Linked DNA regions of Mus musculus: region 1 is linked to region 2. The links are chromatin contacts, called in public promoter capture Hi-C maps. All regions are on one chromosome and are shown on one strand. Each heading gives the region's core, a stretch centred on a gene start, on an enhancer-like site or on the middle of the called end of the contact. The rest is flanking DNA. Distances are from core to core; before and after follow the strand shown. Region 1 overlaps Gm46210 (a long non-coding RNA gene). Region 2 overlaps Zc3h12d (zinc finger CCCH type containing 12D).

Region 1 (7,345 bases), core at 750-3,249, 2.1 Mb before region 2:
TAGTGGGTTAGATTGGCTTAGATTGAAAGGTGTAGGATGTTGTGTCTTTTAGTCCAAAGTCTACTAATTCATTCTGTCCTAATAATTGTCCCAGGGATGCAATAAAAAAAGAAACCAAATCCCTTACACATAAATGCATAGTGCTTCAGATAGCAGTGCTAAGGAGAAAAATGCAATGGGGTAAAAGTACTGTGTGGAGCTGGGAAGAGCTGGGCTTGGTGTCTCTCTGTGTGTGCACAAGCAGATTATTCCTATTTTAAAAGGAAAAGGTCAAAGAAAGCTAATTAATAAGATGAATCTACTTATCTTTGTAATATTATCAGCCTGTGATAATCCGTAAAGCACAGGACGGACTTGTAGGGATACATCATGAAAGTATCTGCTGTAAGCGTCGGGTGGGCCAAGTTCAGTCCAGCCACCCCTCCTCATCAAGTGTCACCGGAGGTCCCCCATTCTCAGTCATTTACACATTGCCTATGGCAGCTTTGACAATGTTGATTCGTTGCCATTCAGGAAATACAGGCTCCAAAACAATGAAAATATTTAATATCCGCCTAACCGATAAGACAATTGCTGACCTCTGGTTTACTCAGAGGGAGCAACCCTTAAGATGCAAGTACACTTGTCTTCAAGAGAGCAAGTGTCCCCATGTGAGAAAGAGTGAGAGGAGAGAGGGCAGGGAAGAGTACAGATCCTGCCTGGCCTATCTAGGTCTGTTTGAAGAACTTTGACCTTTATTTACGGGGAGATAAAACGGTCTCAGGGATGTTTACTATAAGTGGAACATAATCTGCCTTACAGTTACGTGGGTTTCTTTTTTTCAGACTGGACAACAGGGGTTAGTTTCATGTAAGCTGCTAAAATACAGAAGAAAAATGGTTTGGCTTAGACTAAAGGGGATGGTGGTGAGACTTTGTTAAATTTTGGACATAAAGTAATGGAAGAGCTGGGAACACTTGCTACTGAACTTTATAGAGGTAGGTGTGTGTGTGTGTGTGTGTGTGTGTGTGTGTGTGTGTGTGTGTGTGTAAGCTATGAATGGGTGTAAGGGAGCAGGCCCTCAGAGTAGACTGGCATGAGCCTAAACATTCGAAAGGGCACATACAGAAAGAAAGATTGTGGGAGGTATAAAGTACTGTTTGCAGTTGGAAATGATGGATTTAGTTGGAACATTAAATTTTAAATGTCTTCTGACGATCCAAATGGAGATGTGAAAGAGGCTTTATAAATCAAATCTGGGGTTCAGGGAAGAGGTTTGTTCAGGCATACAGATTTGGGAGCCATCCACATTTAGGCAATTTGTAAGTCATAAGAACGGAATAAAACTGCCCCAGCCTGGCTATAGACATTAGACAATAATGTGAATACCCACCATTCAATCTTACTACAAGTCACTGGGTTCGTGTGAGGAAACGTCTACTCTGACTCCATTTTCACAATGCCTCCCTTAGGTAGGTATTTGTGCCTTCAGTTTTCCAACAAAGAAACAGAAATTTTACTGTTGCATGACTTCTCTGACTGTTTAGCTAAGGTCCCTGTATCTTTACTTCAGTGGACTAAGCTCTCTCCATTATTACATGATGTAAGAAATACGAATAGAAACCCATGGGAGTGAGGTAGGTGAACAGCAGCCGCCCGGGGAAGAGCTGACGGGTACACCCTGGCACTAATATTGTCACAGGTAGGTACCCCCCCCCCTTAGTTTCAGTTGCAATGAAAAAGTCCTTTTACAGGAAACCACTGGACTTTGGGATGACGATAATGTTCTCACAAGCTTCCTCCCAGTTTCCTGAATTTAACACGTGTTCTCAGCATGAGCAAGCAGAACGGTTCTGGCTAAAGAACAAGAAAAGAAGCAGTGGCTTCCAAGGAGCTCCTGTGTTGACAGCACGCAGTGCCATTCAGCCAAGCTACACATTCCTTTCAGAACTGTACAAGGGCCCTGGAAAAATACTACTTTAAATTAGAGGAAGAGGAAGCCAACTTCATGACTTAGAACTAAATATGAAATATTGGAAACCGCAGAGGTCAGAGGCCATTACACATCAATAGATGTGACCCACAGTGGTACTAAATACTTTACAATGTTCTATTTTTCTTCACAAACACATTGGCCCTGAGCAAAAGGTTTTTGGCTTGAAATCCAGTCTGGAATTACTGGTTTTACCCTGGACTTCTCAAAAGTGCTGCTCTACTTCTGCAAAGTAATGTGGAACAGCAACAGGAAATTTAGGAATCTCTCTTACTTTTATTTATTGATTTTTATTCCCTTTTCCTTTTTATTTTTTAACCTCCCTATAGGCTGGGGCTACATGGATCATGAGAGCTCAAAAGAGGTTCTGTAGCCCATGCCGAAAGCTGGATAGGAACTAACCAATTTGAAAGTTTCAACATGTTCACATACTGCAATAACAAAGCCACATTAGCACCCTCGTTACAGTTATGAGGAAATGAAGAGAAACCACATTTGTGGCTTCTTCAAAAGATCAAGTCTTCAGGGAATTGTATAGTCATGGTGGACTAAAGTGGTTGATTTGGGATGAATAGTTGGGAACAGAATCTTTCTAGTATCCATCTCCCAGCCTACCTGGTTCCTGTCTTAGGGTGCTGCCCTTAAGGGAACTCATTCTCTGGGAGAAAAGGCCCATGAAGACACATACCTTCATGGCAAGGGAGAGAGTGTTGTCATGGAGACTACAAAATAAATAATAACGATCCTCAAAAACTAAAAAATGCTTTGTTATGTCTGGGTTCTGCTGTATCTTTTAAGGATTTTTGCTTTCCTAATGGTTTAATGCTCTCTTGTAGGATGCCCCAAGTCAATTTTGTTATATTATCATGACCGTGAAATTTCACAATATTCACAATATACCTGCCACATAGTCTTCACGCAGCAGACTGTTGTGGAATAAAGCACAAAGCATCAGCCTGTTGGTTGTAAACATAAAAACACTAAGACTCACATTATAGTCCCTCTCTTTGGAAATCATATGGGTACTTGACTATCCATATCCCTTTGCTTTGGGGACTTTAAGCATTTATGTTTTTTAAATCATAGTTATTTTCTTTCTGGATGATTTATGGAACAAGAACAAGCTTGGACTAAACTACTCCCAGATAAAACAACTGTGGTCCTTCTCTGTCTTCTGTAAAGAATATCCTTTGGGTTCCCAGGCTATTTATAATTTATCCCCTTAATTACTTAAGGATATTAGCTAATGGAGTAAATGATGCTACATAAGATAAGACCTAACATGAAAAGTCAGAGCCACCAAGGTTCCCAAGTTAAAGCACTGGCTGACAAGCATGGCCACCTGGGTCTGAATCCCTGAACCACTCGATTGTCCTCTGGTCTCCAAATGCCAGCCATAGAAAATGCTCCCTGTGTCCCTTTACACCCCCACAACTCCCCCAAAGCCCCACCCAGTAAACAATGCATTAAAATTTTCAGAGTGGTGAGGGAGACAGCTGAGTGGATAATTACCTCAGATTCACATTTAACATCCTGACTGGGCCTAACAGATTTTTTTTTTCTTTTTTAGTGCTGAAGTTGGATTCAAAGATTCAATTAGAAAGTTTTTGTTTACACTTGGGTATGCTTTTTCATGATGGCATGAAGTGCCAGGTGTGTAATACAACATCAGATGGATTCGGGTCCTTTCTGGGCAGATCAAAGTCTCCTCAGCCTCTTCTTCCTAGCTCAACGCTGAGCAGCAGAGGCACATGAGAGGTGTGTGAGGATTGTGAGTGATCCTGAGAGGCAGGGTTGAGGAGAGGCAAGCTCCAGTCAGAGGAGAGGCATATGAGCACTGTGAGAGGCACAGGCGGGATGCATGAGCAGCCAAGTGAGCTGAGGCTTTCTAAAGGGGTGGGTGCTTCAGAGTCAGGTTAGAGGCCTGTGAGCACAAGAGAGGCACAAGAACATGAATGGCCATGTGAGAGGCCTGTGAAAAGAGAGTGTGTGCACTTGTGAGGGGCACAGGGCTCCAGGATGCTCAACAAAAGGCCCTGATGTGATGCGCACTGTCTTGGCTTGGGGAATTTTCCTTTTCCTGTGGGTTTTGTTTCAGGCAACAGCATCATTGTCAAACAGGTTCCACGAGGGATGAACTTCCAGTGGACAGTAAGGGTGTGGCCAGGGGAATAAAATTAAATTAAACTTGTGCTCAGAGCTTGCTCTGCTACGACATGTGAGTTAATTATATGAGATACTTTGCTGCCAGCCCTTCAGCTCTTAAATCTAATTTTCCTGAGTGATTTAGAAGCAAAGCCATCCTTGGGATAAAATTGAGCAAAGTGCTCAAAATGCAATCTTTAAATCTCAAAATAAGGTACCTTAATTAAAATATAGTGAGATACACATTTGTTATCAAACATGATTCCTATTGTAGAAATGACATTTGAAATACTTGAGAACTTGAAGAACCAATCACCTAAGGGAGTCCTACAGAGAGAACGTGACAAGATTGTTCTTTTGTACCATATACAAAGGCACATAAATGGCTCCTTCTGTTAGTTTTGCTTTGTACTTTTGGAATTATCTCATCACTTGACCTAATTGGTCTTTATGACACATTTTTGCTTAGAGCTTAATGATACCTTGGAAAAATGTTAGAGTGGCAAAGGTACTGTGCAGGCTTCTGACGTCTGAGTTAAAAGTCTGTCTGATCTGTATTTCTGGAGAGGTTAGAGAGAGCTGGACCAAGACCGCCATGCAGTAGATCCTGCTTGCTGTGCTCAGGCACGGCTTGCTCATTTAACCAATTGTGTTGTGAAGTCCATTAAGGTACACTTAAGGAGTGACTGGAAATTACCTACCCATAAGGCATAACTGTGGAAAGTAAGCTACAGTAACGAGCTTTGCCGTGCTCCAGCTGAAGTTTGAGGTGCATGCCTTGCTCCTTTTTCTCTCTCTATGCCATCAGCAAATCCCCCTTGGTACTAGTATTAAAATACAATTCAGAATCTGACTGACAATTTCCACTATTACCACTATAGCCCTCCTGGCTCAAGTTACCAGCCCTGGCTGGATTACTGCAGTAGCCTTTGAAATGAAGGAGAATCGAGAGGAGGAACTAAAAGTGGCCAGTGGAGAATGGCTACACAGCCACACATTCTTTGACTCTGTGAGGATCTGAATTGTTGTTAAAAGACTTGATTGTAAAAGGTGAAGTCTGTTTAGCTAATTTCCACAAAAGGGGAAGGAATGGAGAGTGGATGGTTAAGGAGTGGAGAGTAGATGGCTATTCAAGGGAGACGGCTGGGGAGTGAGCGGCAGGTTTGCAATGGACATCCTAGTTGCTGCCTGCCTGGAGCTAGTAGAATGATGGTTGGTGCTCTTTAGCCTCATGTGCCATGCTGAGTATACATGAAGCCAAATAAACCGCCCAGCCTTATCTCTCTATGACTTCAGAGTTCAGCCAGCCTGGGAGCTTCATAACTCTATCCACAATCCCCAGAATTCCTAGTCAAGGGTTTGGTTCCTACCTCTGAGTCAGTAAGCTGGGAGCAGTGTCACCTGACTGAAAACCCAGGCCCATCATTTTAACCGAATCTAGAAAGCCCTTTTCCAAAGAGGAGCCTGAATTAATTAACATCTATACTGCAACTTGCAAGTAATTTAAATTCAATACTCTGCTAAGTCACACAGTGACTTACTGTCATTCTTATAACCTTTTGGGACTTCATAAACTAAAGTTAAGTCAATCAAAATGACTGTTATTCAGTGGTGTAGAGTTTATTCACTTTCCAGAAATTCTGCCAATAAAACATTAAAACATAAAAAAAAAAAAATCCTTACTCTCAGGTTATCTCAATCACCATCAAACTGCCTCTGTATATGACCTTCATCCAATTGCCTTTTGCATAGCCTTCATCAATCTGGTGACTATTACATCTGACAACAAAGACAGGTAGTTTCAGAAATTTTATACCATTCTGGATTTTTGCATTGCATCTCTCTCTCTCTTCTCTGCCTCTGTCTCTCTCTTATCTCGGTCTGTCTCTCTATCTCTGTCTCTCTCTCTCTCTGGGCATGCGTGCTTGTGTTTAGATTTCTTTTTGCTTTGCATCAAGTAAGGCAGCATTGCTTATTATCTCCCTGCATCATCTAAGTGCAATCTACTTATTGATAGGTTGACAGTGGTCTGCTAGATACAGCACAGTTCATTCTTCAGTAAGTAGGTAAGAAAACTTTGAGAAGGAGACCATCCTTTATCCAAAGACATGAAGCTATTGAACTGCTTGAAGTCAATTTAGTGATTCATTCATCAAGATGAAACAGAAATGTTGCCGAGAAATTGCTACAGGTAAAATTAGATGTTTTCTGCTAAAAATTAAATTACTACATACTAAATTACTAAATTTTTACTCTATACCAAATTCTCATATTGTAAAAAATTTTCCATATATTTCTTAAATTTTCTATCCTAATTTTTGTTTGTTAAAAAAGCAACCACTTGAAACTGATTTACAAACAGTACCAGGAGGGGCTGGCAAGATGGAGTGGATGAAGATGTGCACTGCTAAGTTGAATAACCAAGGTCAATGCCATCCTCAGACCCACATAATGGAAGAGTGAACTATCTCCAGAAGGATGTCCTCTGACATCTCTGTCCATGGTCCCTCCATGTGGCACCCACCCCACACCAAATAAACACATAGGGAAAATAAATAAAGACAAAGTAAAAAAGAAATAAAAGGAATTTGAGGGCACATAATTTTATGTTTGCTACTATAATAGTAACTAGTTAAGGGTCTTATTTTTTTTACTAAATGAATTTCTGGATATGTTCCATTGTCATGTAATATTATAAAGCCAATATCTATTCATCTTCAATTCTAGGGCTCTTCTAGATTGATTTCGTGGGCACGGCAGGATGAATTAATAATCTGATGAGATAGATAAGATGAAAATCAAAGCAGTAACTCTACAGCAGAATATTAGGGGCCTGGCTTAACTTGGTGGCCCCTTTAAGTTCCTTTTGGTCTCAAAGCTCCTGATAGACCAAGACATTGAGATTTTTGAAAAGGGTCATTAGGCAAGGCAATGGAATACCAACACTTGTGTTCATTCTATCCTCTCCCTCTAGTTAGGTAATAAATCTCATTTCTACACATGAAGCATCTCACACGATGAATCTGTTTCTGGTGCCCATGTTTGCATAGATAGACAGGGCAGGGACTCCAACCCCTGTCAGGCACAGTGAAGCCTTGTACTTCATCGCAAGGCCTCTGGACAGAAAATTGTAATTTCCCTAGAGTTTTTAAATGAGTGATGATGATTTACTCAATAAATTTAGTTGATACCTCAGTGGAAAAACATATCATAGAATTCAGGGATGTT
Region 2 (6,777 bases), core at 3,697-6,196:
ATGCCAGTGGTCCCTAATGCTTTGGGGATCACAGACCCTTTCATTATTTATTAAAATCCATACATCTCTGCAGAGAAGCAATAGTAATTGTGCACAAATATGCCATAATACATATCATTGCAAGCCACTCATAGCTTTGAAAGTAGATGGGCCCCAGATCCAGGCCTGCAGGAAAAACTAAAAAGTAGATTCCCCATCAGTCTGTGCTCCAGAAACAAAAGCACATGAAGGCGTGAAGGCGTGGTGGTGTGGTGAGCCATCAAATGACAGCAGGTGTTAGACTGCAGGAAACTTCCCGACAACTGGGGGGTTGAGGGAGGAGCAAGCCTTGTTACCAAAAGTGAGGCTTCTGTTTTCTCTAAGCAGTGGCATGGGCCACCACCAGCTCCAGGGGAGGGAAGGACAGCCAGCTGTGGAAGTTGTCCCTGCCAACAGTAGCCATGCTGCTTATAGGTTAGGGATAAAAAGACACATGTCCCACCACCACTTCAAGGCTTCAAGCTCTACTCTGTTCCCCCGAGAGCAGACAGCAGCCTCACCTCTCAAAGCAGAGGGTAGCAGTGTCTGGGATCCTATGAACCTCAAACGAGGAGGACCTCCTAAGAGCATCTTTCTGGGATTAATAGAATTTTGTGTTCAGGAGCTGGAGGGATGGCTCAGCATTTAAGAGCACTGACTGCTCTTCCAGAGAACCCAGGTTCAATTCCCAGCACCAGAATGGCAGTTCACAATGGCCTGTAACTCCCATTCCAGGGGATCTGACATCCTCACACAGATATACATGCAGTCAAAACACCAACGTACATAAAATAATCTTTTTAAAAAATCTGTTCTCTGTAGGAAGTGAGACACCAGTTTGAGTTTCCATCCTGCATTCTCTATAAAGGGGGCGAAGGGGGGGCTCTCTGTGGTCATCTTTTTCATGGCTGAGGATCTGGTTGGCCCTGGGAACAAACTGTCCCCTGGAGGGCACAGTGGAGGGGCAGAGAATCTACATAGACCTCCTCTGTGCTCTTAGAACTTGGCCTTTAAGAGAAATTAATTACAGTCCATAGTCAAGGGGTTGTTATATTATTTGTTCTTCTCCCTAGGATCCAAGGAGCAAAGAAGTGTGTGTGTGTGTGTGTGTGTGTGTGTGTGTGTGTGTGTGTGTGCATGTGCACGCGTGAGCATTCACACACACACACACACACACACACTCACACTGAAGTATTTGGTAGACAGAAAGTATAGGAAAACACTTAGACGTTGACATGTTTTTTGCAGTGAGTCTGTGTGAGGGTTTCCATTTGCAACCCACACAGATTAAGCGTGGGAAGATAAAACTGACTACAGTGGGAGGGTTGGGTGGCAGTGGTAGTACTGAATAGATTGACCTAAGACACTTACTTCATAGTCATGTTGTCATGTACAGATAGAAGATGTAGTTTCAGTTTGAATTCCAGACTGCAGCAGAGTTCCATCCTCCAGCCCCCCAAAAAAACCCATGAGCTCTCTAGCCTCATTTTCAACAGTGTTCTCTGATTCCCAAGGAGAATGCTTCTTCCTGAGGTAGTCTGTTTGTGATATGGCCACTCCAGCACTTTCTCTCAAACTTGGGAACTTGTTCCATCTTGGGGCTGACATGGGCTTTGATTTGGTTAGTGATGCCTACAATCAGACCCTTTTTCAATCACTGCCTAGTAAGCTTTGTCCAGATCACGCAGAAGTCAGGTATCTCTTCCCCTGCACTTTCTAAGGCTGCTAGAACATTTTTAATTTACACTTATTGATTGGTACAGTCATACGTGGGAAGGTCAGAGGACAGCTAGCATTACTCCCCGTTTCTCTTTCTACCACGTGGGTCTCAGGGAGAAAACTCAGGTCTTCAGATTTGGCAACAGGTATCTTTATCAGCTGAGCAACCTCACTGGCCACTGGATTCTCTCAAGCCTCTGTCCTGGCTAGTTTATTCTCAACTTGACAAGTTAGGGACAGAAGGGAACCACAGTTGAGAAGATGCCTCTGTCAGACAGATTTATACACAAATTTATGGGGAATTTTCTTAGTCAGAGGTTAATGTGAAGGGTCTAGACCTTGTGGGTATTGATATCCTGGGCAAGTGGTCCTGGTGTGTATTTAAAAAAAAAACAAAACAAAACAAAAAGGCAGGCTGAGGAAGCTGTGAAGAACAGACCAGTAAGTAGAATTCCTCGTTGGCCTCTGCTTCGGTTCCTGTCTCTGAGTTCCTGCCCTGAGTTTCCACTTTGGCTTCTCCTGAGATGAACTGTAACCTGAAAGCCAATTAAACCTTTCCTCCCCGAATTATTTCTGGCCATGGTGTCTCATCACAGCAATAGAAACGCCCTAACATTGTCTCTTTAACACCTCACAGACCAAGATGTCGTAGGTTTCCCGTCTGCTGCCGAAAAGGGGCGTAGGAGAGACAGCGAAAGCGCGAATGCACAGTAGGAGCCAGGGGCTCCATCACCACTTGATACTATCCCTGTGGGCAAACCTAGCCGATAAAAGGGGGGGGGGGGGCATATTCTTAAGGCACACCATGCTGGGCGCGTGGGGACACCCACAGGGCTGAACCATTCCAAACTTCTGTCCTACACTGCCAAATTCAAAGTGAGCTCAGATCCCTGGGGGGAGCCTCAGATGCTTGTCGACATGTTTGGAGCCGCTGATAACTGCTTTTCGGAATTCCTACTCAGCTTTTAAAAGGGGAAGTGCGAGTATTTATAGCTGTGAGTGAGCTATTTCCTATGACTCTGCCCTCTGCCCGCCTGTAACTCAGCCAAGTTTGCGCAATGCCCTCCTCACCCAGCACTGAGGGTGGAATCTTGGGAGATTGGGCCACAGCGGAGCTTTGCCAGATCAGGCACAATAGCCACACGCGCCATCAAGCTGGAATCTCTGCACACAAGGAAGAAGCCAAGTTACAAAGACTGACCTGGCCCCGTCTGCAGCTCAAGATGGGAGCAGACACACAAGAACTGCAGCCTTGCCTCACCACCGGCCCCAAGCAGAGGGCTTTGAGCACAACCTAAGCACTTCTGGTTCTCAGGCCCTAAAGGTGGAGATCTACCGGCCTGCTCTCCACAGAGAGGAACCGAGTACTCTCGCCTTTCCAGAATAACACAGCTGGCTGGGGACAGACTCCATAGAAGGAGCCCTATCTGCCAACACCTAACCCTGGGCTCCTGTCTGTCACTTGCTTCGTTCCTTCTGAAGAAAGCTGCTCCTCTTGTGAGCATGGTTAGCATCAACTTGCTGAGCAGGCTACAACAGGCACTTTTCCTAGCTCCCTACTAGGAAGGGTTGATTCCACATCACAGAACCAGAGAGCAATTTGCCTGGTTCACACAGCTACCAAGATACAGAACAGGGTTTGAAAGTCTGATCTAGGAGAAAGAAAGGAGAGAGAGAGAGAGAGGGAGAGGGAGAGAGAGAGAGAGAGAGAGAGAGAGAGAGAGAGAGAGAGAGAGAGAGAAGGAACCCAACAAAGTAAAATGAGAGCTAGCATTTGCTCTAGCTGTACTGCCTCTGGTATGTATACCCAGAAGAACCTAAACCAAGCACAGCATCAGCTTTCACACCCATCTCTGCCAAAACCCTCCTCACGGTATGTGGGTCATAGAGTCAGTCCAGATACCCATGCCTTTGCTCATAGAGAACAGTAGCCTGACTTTGGGTAGCTGTTCCTCACTACGACCCCCTCCCCCCTGCAACTACTGGAAAGTTACCTTCCAGATGGTCCCTGCAGGCTAACACCTGCTGTCATTTGATGGCTCACAATACCACGTCTTAGTGTGCTTTTGTTTCTGGAGCAGCTTTTGTTTCTGAAGCCTGAGAGGAGTTTTTGGGTTAAAATCCAGGTATCTGCAGAACTGATGGGAATCTACTTTTTAGTTTTTCCTGCAGGCCTGGATCTGGGGCCCATCTACTTTCAAAGCCATGAATGGCTTACAATGATACGTATTATGCCATATATGTGCACAATTACTATTGCTTCTCTGCAGAGATGTATGGATTTTAATAAATAATTAAAGGGTCTTTTTAGTCTGGAGACTAAAAGAAATGTAATGTGTATACACAATGGCATATACATTTTAAAAAATGATGATTATGTCGTTTGCAGGAAAACAATAATACTTAAGATTCATCTTAATCAATAGAAGCCAGACTCAGAAAGTCGGAGATGGCATATATATGGAATCTCACTTTATATATTGTGTGTGTGTGTGTGTGTGTGTGTGTGTGTGTGTGTGTGTGTATATATATATATATAGCAGGGAAGGATAAGGGGACTATTTGTTGAGGAGGGAGGGGACCAGTGGGAAGAAAGGAGAAGAGACAAGAGGGGTAGTAGAAAGTGTGGGCCAAGCATGTGACATACATGTATGACTATGCCATTAGGAAACCTATTGATTTGTAGAATAGTTTTTAAAAATTCATCCATCAGTCCTAAAACTCTTTGAACCAAACCACAGAGAGGAAATGTTTCCCAGGACTCCTGATAACAAGGTCTCTGGCCCCAGCGCTCAGTAATAAGATGAAGGAAACCAAAGATGCTACCTCATAGCCACATTGCTGCCATCGATCACTATGGGCCGCAGGAAGCGGGCTGGATCTCCGCCAGCCTCTTCTAGGCCTGGTCCCAGGCCCTGCTGGGCAGAGTCTTGGACCCCGCAGCATCCCCGGGGAATCAGCACTACCCCGGTGCCACTGGCTGGATCCTCCTGGGCCCTTGGGCGACTGCCGGTCTGGATCAACTCTTGAAGCACGTCATTGACCAAGGCACTGTCACCCAGTTTGCCCAGCACCCTGACCACGTCCTCCTGGCTGTAGCCCAGTTTCTGGAAAAATTCCATCTTGCTCCGATGCTCCATATTGTGCCAGCTGTTGCTTGGCCCGGCTCCTGCCCCAAGCTTCCTCCTGGCAGAACAGCACAGGCATGAGCTAAAATGAAAAAACAGTCGTCAGGTGTTTGCCGAGCAGCCTGGCAGGCAGGCTACCGGGTGAGAAGGGCACGCAGCGTGCTCCTCCCTCGTGGCGTTATCTATCAGGAAATCATGTGGCTCCAGGTCCCCTTGGGGATTTTCATTTGCTTGGTGTGGCTGGCAAGCCACCGATGCAATTATGCCTCTTTTACTTTTAGTGTATTCTCTGATGCCTTTGTTCCTGTGTGCCTGTACAGGGAAAGTTAACCAGGGCCCAGGGTGGCAAGAGCCAAGTAGGGCACCAAACCAGACAAACCTTTTTAGAGACTCTGTTAGGAGCAAGATGCCATCCACCCAGATTTCTGTACTGAAGTGGTTAGCACCAATACCTCCGGGTGTCACAGTATTTGGAGAAAAAGACCTTTCAAATCAGGTCCTTGGGGACATACCTTCACCCTAAACAGATGCTCTACAAGAAGAGACAAGGTACTTTAGACACACACACATATTAGCTTAGGAGGGTGGAGGGACTCCTGTGGTTGTGAGCAGGTTAGGGCGTGAGACCAGGGAAGGAACCAACATTGTTGACTCTTTGATCTAGAACTTGCAGCCTCCAGAACACAGTGGCTTTCTATTGTGTCAGCCCTTGCTTGCCAAAATGGCTACATCGGTCCTGGTTATAGCAATCCTGGCAGGCAGTATAGGCTGCTGGCTCACCCACAAGAGAATACTCACAGAAGGGGGCCGGCCCCTCCCAGACAGGCAAGGCTACCCGGGAACCCAACTCTGCAGTCTAGCTCAATTGACTGACTCAGATTACACTTAACCTTAAAAATAAACAATCCAGACTCATATTGGGCTCTTCCTCTGGGGACACTCAGCATGGCCTGTCATATCTCCTGTGTAGAGGTGACAATGAAGAGCCTGCACCTGACAGTTGTGTTCAAAGGGAGAAAATGGAATACTCAGGGCACTCCGGGACTCTCTGCTAGTCACAGAAACTTGACACCATTCAAAAATGTGTAAAACTATACAGATGATCCATGAAAACCTAGTCCCCATAAAGGAGCCCAACAGCGCAGAAGTAGAAAGAAGGTATAAAACAAGCTCTACACCTCCAGCGCCTCCTACGCACGACTCCAGCGCTTTCTCTTTGCACCCACCTGCATTTAATAGAGACACACGGATATGGTCTTGGGGTTGCCTCTGGCTTATTTTTGCATGCATGATGCCGAGCTGTGTGTATCGTTAGTCAGCAGCTTGCCTTTGTCCTTTAAAACTCAGATTGAACATCTTGTCCCGCCAGTTTCCATGATCTGGCTGTTGTATGCCCAGAATCAAACTTGATGGTGAATGAATGAATGAATGAATGAATGATGGTCTTTAGGGTTAACCATACGCCGAATGACGCAAATTTTAGTCCGACTCCTGTTTTTCCACTGCTACAGATGCTGCTTACTGAAGATTCTTGCGCATGCTCCTTTCACTGCCCCACCCCCTTCCCAATGCTATGGACTCTTCACCTTTGCAACCCAATCTTCTGTATGAATCCTTAGCAGGAGGTGTGCTTCTGGGCTAGCCTCCCACTTGGCTGTCACGTGCTTCTGAAGACCTGTCCTTCCAGGGCAGGAACCGGGACAGACTAAGTCAGAGGCTGCCAAGCACAGAGCGTTTCAAGTACAACCTTCTAGACAGAGAGACCTCTACTGCTGCCCCAGAATGTTTGCTCCCACTCTGCCTCTGTGCAAGCCCTCTGGCTTGGACCCAGAATTATATCAACAAAAATCTAACCATATTTCCATCTACCCCAACCCCTAGTGACTACAGAAAGGACGCCAAGTTCCTGAGC

Evidence for each region. Promoter capture Hi-C pulls out the DNA fragments that hold promoters and counts their contacts.
Region 1: a contact with region 2 is called in a promoter capture Hi-C map of pre-B cells, with 5 times the contacts expected there. The contact joins two enhancer-like sites.

The regions. Positions count from the first base shown.
Region 1 is chr10:9,902,770-9,910,114 of GRCm38.p6, reverse strand. The region is part of intron 1 of Gm46210 (a long non-coding RNA gene); the gene reads right to left. Among named protein-coding and RNA genes, the nearest start is that of Gm46210, 5.1 kb to the right of the region's middle. Within about 2 kb of position 1,999, at least 86 of the 459 cell types and tissues checked have an H3K27ac peak or open chromatin away from gene starts, as enhancers often do. A contact at or near this core is called in pre-B cells, where this site is marked.
Region 2 is chr10:7,837,935-7,844,711 of GRCm38.p6, reverse strand. It overlaps Zc3h12d (zinc finger CCCH type containing 12D), which reads right to left. Exons shown (of 6, transcript NM_172785.3): 2 at 4,564-4,947. The coding sequence starts at 4,877. Among named protein-coding and RNA genes, the nearest start is that of Mir5104, 4.9 kb to the right of the region's middle. Within about 2 kb of position 4,946, at least 66 of the 459 cell types and tissues checked have an H3K27ac peak or open chromatin away from gene starts, as enhancers often do. A contact at or near this core is called in pre-B cells, where this site is marked.